Linked DNA regions of Pan troglodytes: region 1 is linked to region 2. A link is a contact called in public Hi-C data. All regions are on one chromosome and are shown on one strand. The core of a region is the stretch at or near the end of the contact, and the rest is flanking DNA. Distances in the headings are between cores, read along the strand shown.

Evidence for each region. A called contact is a pair of places that touch in the nucleus more often than the background predicts.
Region 1: a contact with region 2 is called in a Hi-C map of induced pluripotent stem cells, with 1.9 times the contacts expected there. The contact joins the promoter of SLC28A2 here to the enhancer-like site in region 2. A contact is called at or near these places in 2 of 7 Hi-C or Micro-C datasets (both in induced pluripotent stem cells).

Annotation. Positions count from the first base shown.
Region 1 is chr16:37,232,553-37,235,889 of NHGRI_mPanTro3-v2.0_pri, reverse strand. SLC28A2 (solute carrier family 28 member 2) reads right to left here and starts at 1,640. Exons shown (of 18, transcript XM_510372.7): 1 at 1,500-1,640; 2 at 482-578; 3 at 258-346. The coding sequence starts at 562. LOC104002295 (a long non-coding RNA gene) reads left to right here. Exons shown (of 7, transcript XR_008539572.2): 3 at 1-7; 4 at 1,706-2,037.
Region 2 is chr16:37,148,127-37,151,201 of NHGRI_mPanTro3-v2.0_pri, reverse strand. SHF (Src homology 2 domain containing F) reads left to right here. Exons shown (of 9, transcript XR_008539569.2): 7 at 915-1,562. Among named protein-coding and RNA genes, the nearest start is that of SHF, 20 kb to the left of the region's middle. Within about 2 kb of position 1,516, at least 18 of the 24 cell types and tissues checked have an H3K27ac peak or open chromatin away from gene starts, as enhancers often do. A contact at or near this core is called in induced pluripotent stem cells, where this site is marked.

The DNA.
Region 1 (3,337 bases), core at 391-2,890, 85 kb before region 2:
CAAAATAGTAAGTATACACTCAAAATCTGTTAGTCATTATTACCGTTGTTATTATTTTTATTTTCAGTGCAACCAACACTGATACTGCTGAACTCCTGTTGTTTATGGCACATGTTTAAGTTAATTAATTATGTAAGATACATATATATATGTACACATGGTAAGGTGGAGCGGTTGTGATAATACCACAAGCTGCCTGAAGGGGCAGCCCACCCTAGATCCTTTCCTAACTGAACAAGATTCCAAAACACCAGTACCTCTGGTAAGTGGAAGGGCCCAGTCCATCCCCCAGGCTGTGTCCTTGTGCGTCAGTCCTCTTGCTTCCCTCAGGCTCTACTTCTTTTTCCTACAAGCACAGGGAGCATTGGGATCAGTCATGGAGCCCTGCTAGGGATGATGGGGATTGAGAGCAGCCAAATACCCTACAGGAGGCCATGCAGCAGCCCACAGCCCTGCAGAGAGAAACAAAACTGGTGATTACCATGAGCTCCAGCCCTGGGTTCACTGTGCCAGTCTCCACTGTGGACAGAGCAATGGACTGTCTTCCACTTGCTTTCTCCATCTCCTGTTCTCCTCAACTGAAAAACAAATTCAGGGCCAAGCCTGAAAGATTGGTCATTCTGTCCTGTGGGGATGGGGAGAATTTTTAGGACCAGTTACCCATGGAAAACGCAAAACTAAAAGTCTTTGAAGGCTTAGTTGATTTCTTTAAGAACTGAGAATTGAGGAGACTGGATGTGTAATTTTTATATAATAAATAATGAAAAATAAAATCCTATTTCCTCTTGTGAATAGCTAAAGAAGGGGCAGTAAGATAGGAGAAGAGAAATGAAAGGCAGTGGAATTGAAATGAATCAGTGGGCCGCCCAGGGCCCCAGGATCTGGGCTATAAAGGTTCCTACTTGGACCCTCAACGGAAGAGTCATAGGGTAACTACTCCTTTTAGCCCCAGGGAGGCCCCACTGAGCTTGCTGAGTAAGAAGGAAACAGGGAGGAAGGCAGTTGGGAAGACCCAGACCCTAAAGTATTGCTGAACAGACAACAATTTACAGGCCTTCAAATTCCTGACTATAATGTAGCATAAGAATTGGTTTTTTATGCCCCAGAGAGAACTCATCATTGAAATTAACAAAACTTACATTTAAAATAATTAGTATGAATGTTAATGATCCCAAGTAAAGTTTTTAAACAAAATAAGCAAACATTTGGGCCTCAGAATAAGCAAATTTAATACATGGACATTCACAATTAGAATATAAGTTCATTCTGAGATATTTATTTACTTTGCAGAAAATTCCCTTCTCCATGGAATTGCTTTTGAAAATGTGATCTCTTCAAGCATTTGAAGTATAATTTTATTAAACATACATAACCAACTTATATTGTGTAAATTAGGGCCTTCCTGACTAGGCACAAAACTACCTGCATTTAGTTTAAATATGATCTCTTTAAAAATTTGTAAATTAGGCACCTGCCCTCCCCCAAACACCTTTACTTACCCCAGCTTGTGGAATTGATTCCCTCTGGCTCCTCAGTGAAGGACTGAAAGAAAAGCTCAGCTGCGAGGGAGGAGGGGCAGCTTGGGTGGGGCATGGGGGCTTTCCTGCCATTGGTTAGTTTTATGCCTTGGGCCCTCCTTCGCTGAGCCTGCCCTCACTGTAGAGGAGGACTGCACCTCTCAAGTTAAATATTATATGTTTTTAAGACTGTTTTGCAGGCCTAAGACTTATGCAGAGGTGGCGCCCGCCCGTAATCCCAGCACTTCGGGAGGCCGAGACGGGCGGATCGCTTGAGACCAGCCAGGACAGCATGGCGAAACCACATCTCTACAACAAATACAAAAATTAGCTGGGCGCGGTGGCACAGGACTGTGGTTCCAGTTACTCGGCAGGCGGAGGTGGAAGGATCCCTTGAGCCTCTGGAGGTGGAGGTTGCAGTGAGCTGTGATTGCACCACTGCACTCCAGCCTGGGCGACAGAGTGAGACCCTGTCAGAAAACAAAACAAAACGAAAGAATTCTGTAAGAACTTCTAACAGGTACGTTCCTGTAAGCATTATCCACCACTGGACTAGGCACTGGGTAGCCTGTAAAATACAGTAAGAGCCGTCTCTGCACCCAGAAAATTTACCATCATTTTGTGCTGGAAAGACATGCCCTAGAAAACAATAGACAGCACGACTGTACATGATTCCATGCCAAATAAATGCTAGGAATTATTAATCCATTCAACAAATACTTATTGAGTAACCACTATTAGCCAGCCACCGTTTTCCGTGTGAGGACATAAAAATGAGTGAGAGACAAGGTCTCTGCCATCAAAAAACGAACAGATCAGTGAGGAAAGACGGATGTGTCAACAAAGGCTTTGCAGGTCGAGCGCGGTGAATCACGCTTGTAATCCCAGCACACTGGGAGGCGGAGGCAGGCGGATCATTTGAGGTCAGGCGCTCGAGACCACCCTGGCCAACATGGCGAAACTCCATCTCTACTAAAAATACAAAAATTATCCGGGCATGGTGGTGCAGGCTTGTAATCTCAGCTACTCAGGAGGCTGAGGCAGGAGAATCATTTGAACCCAGGAGGCAGAGGTTGCAGTGAGCCATGATCATGCCACTGCACTCCATCCTGGGTGAGCGAGACTCCATCTCAAAAAAAAAAAAAAAAAAGAGAGGGAGAGAAAGACTTTGCAGAGCTGGTAACACTTATCCTGGCCTGGAAAGAAAGGAAGAAAGAAAGCTTTCTATGACGCCCTCTGGATAAAACTTAGGACCCCTCCCTGCACTCTGATTGCACCATGTTGTTGCTGAACCCTATAGAGCACATACCATCGCCTACTAGACAGTGATCTCCTCAAGCACAAGCTCTCTGTCTTTTTTTTTTTTTTCCTTAGACAAGGTCTTGCTCTGTCACCCAGACTAGAGTGCAATGGCACTATCATGGCTCATTGCAGCCTCTAACTTCTGGGCTCAGGTGATCCTCCCATCTCAGCCTCTGGAGTAGCTGGGACCACAGGTGTGTACCACCACACCTGGCTAAGTCTTTTTTTAATTTTCTGTGGGGATAGGGGTCTCAATATGTTGCCCAGTCTGGTCTCAAACTCCTGGGCTCAAGCCATCCTCCTGCCTTGGCCTCTCAAAGTACTGGGATTATGGGTGTGAGCCACTGCTCCTGGCCAGGTTCTCTATCTTGTTCTTCACTGTATCCCCAGGCCCAAGGCCCGCCACAATATTATTAGGCAATCAATAAATATTTGTAAAATATGTGAAAACAACATCACCACCACAGATTCTGGCTTAGATTATTTGGTATGTAGATGCGGATTCCAATCACCAAAGT
Region 2 (3,075 bases), core at 267-2,766:
TCACCCCTTGCCTGTGCTTGAGTTTCAGACCTGAGGCCTGACAGACCAAGCCTGTGGTGGTTTAGACAAATGTTCTTGGAGGTCTCACTCCCATGCCCTCTCATGGGCCGAGGGTCCCTGGACATTTAGGAGCTAGCCAGAGCTCTGAGCAGTGGGGTCCTTGTCTTGAGGGCGGGGCCAGGCACTAATGCTGATTTCCTGGCTGTGGCAGGGAGATGGCAGAGGCAGGAGCATGTCTCCTCTGAGCAAGGGAGTGAAGTCATTGTAGGCTGAAGGGCCGGATAAATGAGCTAGGGGCTTGGTCCAAGACCCAGAAAGCAAGAGAGTGAAGGGATATCCCCAGGAGGAGGCAGCTGAGCACTCCCAGATTTTGGGGGGTCTTCCAGATCAGGTTCCCCCTTCCCCCTAGTCATTAGAAGGGAGAGCCCCAACGAAGACTAGCTTGGTTGTCACATCTGTCCACCCTCCTGCCAAGGGCATATGTGGTTCCACATGAGTCACCAGGAGCAGCCCCTCACGGGTGTCCTACCAAAGAGCTCAAGGAAGGTGAGGTTAAACTGGCCCTGGCCACAGAGGCTGGAGGGCCGGGGTGCCTGGACCCCAGGGTTGGCCAGCAGGGGTCGGGGGAGGTGCTGGTCGCTCAGTTTCCACCTGCACACACCCTGTATGCTCCCTATACACACATTCTTGGCACAACCAGTGGCCTTACCACAAAGCCAATGCCCAGTGCTACCTACTTACACCACCACCACCCCTTCTTTCTGGACTGACCTCCACCTCCCCTAATCACCTGTCATTCTCAGCTGGCTTCGGAACCACCACATTTGCTGTAGGGTTGGGGAGGGTTACTGGGTGGCTGGATGAGGGGGCTGAGGAGAGCCCCCACTCACCAAAGTCTCCTCTCCTCTTCCCAGGAGCAGCCAGGGATTCATGCACATGAAGCTGTCCCGAACCAAGGAACACAAATATGTGCTGGGCCAGAACAGCCCGCCCTTCAGCAGCGTCCCTGAAATTGTGCACCACTATGCCAGCCGCAAGCTACCCATTAAGGGAGCCGAACACATGTCCCTGCTCTACCCTGTGGCCATCCGGACTCTTTAGATGTGAAGCCAGGGCACTGTGATAGACCTGTACCCAGCCCTGTGCCCATCACCTGGCTGAGGGCTGTGGCTCTTGCCAGGGACGTGATCTTTCAAACCTTTCTTCTCCTGGGATCCAGTAGAAGCTGGAGATTCCTTAATTTATTCTAAAGGGAAAGGGCTCCCGGGGCCTTGGAGTAAGGGGTTGTCTGGAGCTGGGGAAAGAGGAATCCCTGGAGAGAAAGGATAGCCCCTGGAGGAAGGGGGTTCCAGAGCTATTGGGAGGGTAGGGAGTTTCAGATTGGCAGCTCCGGCTCCTTTCCGACCTTAGGGCAGAGGTGGTGACCTCCACCACCACCACCCTCTCCCCACTGGGTCCGTGCGAGGTAGTGCAGAATTCGGCCCCTTGGGGCGCCTTACCACCTCTCTGCCTCCGTCCCCGACTTCCACCCCAGACCGTCGGAGGGCTCCGCCCAGAGTCTGGTAAGAGGTTTGGGGAAGACAGGCCCCTGGGAAGCAGCCGGCTTTGGGGGGTGGGGAGAGAAGGGGAGGGGCTCGGGCAGAGGGAACTGTGCAGTCCCCAGGCCGCCCCGGCTCCGGGCCAGAGGCAATAAATAAACCCGATCCTGCCGGGCACAGCCGCGCCCGCGCCTCCGGCGCCGTCCCCGGGCTGACGGGGGAGGGAGCGGAGAAGCGAGCGCAGATTCTGCATATAAATCAGCTCTGGAGCAGACACAGCCCGGCTGTGAAAAGCACTTTCGAAGCATCAAGTTCCTTTCTTTGACGAGATGTCAAAACATCCCCGCCGCCCCCGCCCCGGCTGGGGGCACCCGAGGCCCTCTGGCCGCGCGGCGCCCCCTCCCCGCGGCGCGCGGCTTCCCCGGAGCGCGTCCAATTTCCTGCCAACAGCCATTTGTCTGGGAGGAGGGGAGGCGCGGAGAGACAAAGAGGCAGCGCGCCAGGCCGGGGAGCGGGGCGGCCTGCCACGCGGAAGCCGCGCGCCGGCGGAGGCGGGAAGGCTGGCGGGGCGGGCCGCGCGGGCCGCGCTTGTCTCCTTGGCCGAGGAACTGAGGGCCTGCAGCGCCTCCCTCGCGCCCTAACGGAAGGGTTTGTCCCGGGCAGACTCTCGGGCGTGGCCGGCCTGCGAGCCCCTAACCACCGGCCCGCGGCCTAGGCCGCACCCCGACCGGCGCCCACCGCTGGAACCCGCCCAGGCCTCTGGGCGGGCCCGGGGAGGCCCACTGGGTCGCCAGGCGGAGCGGCTCTCAGGCTGCCCCAGGCCCGCCCCACCCCGCGGGCAGGCTGGTCAGGACCCCTCGACATGCTGGGCAGGCACCTTCGGGGGACCGCTGAGCCAAAGGGCCGTCTGAGGGCCTCTTCCAGAACCTAAACGTGCAACCTCCAAAGTGTGCTGTGAATCACAGTACTTGAGAGTTCTAAACCAGTGGCTATTTTCTCGAAATTGAGGATATGTGGTATGCAGGCGTTTTGTGGAAGCAATAGGAAGGATCACTTAAAATTGGGCACTCTCTTGCCGGGCGCGGTGGCTCACGCCTGTAATCCCAGCACTTTGGGAGGCCGAGGCGGGCAGATCACCTCAGGTCGGGAGTTCGAGACCAGCCTAACCAACATGGAGAAATACCGTCTCTACTAAAAATACAAAATTAGCCGGGCGTGGTGGTGCGTGCCTGTAATCCCAGCTACTTGGGAGGCTGACGCAGGAGAAATCGCTTGAACCCGGGAGACAGGTTGCGGTGAGCCAAGATCGTGCCATTGCACTCCAGCGTAGGCAACAAGAGCGAAACTCTGTCTCAAAAAAAAAAGGGGCACACTCAGAGAAATTCCCTCAGAGGGTTGTCCTGTCTTTAAGTCGACTTGGAGAGCATCCAGCCATTTTGCAGATGAGAAAACAGGCCCAGAGAGGTTGGGTGATGTGTTCATTTGTCTCCTGCTATCATCTCACTGCCTGGAAGAGCCATGTAGGCACAGGTGCCCA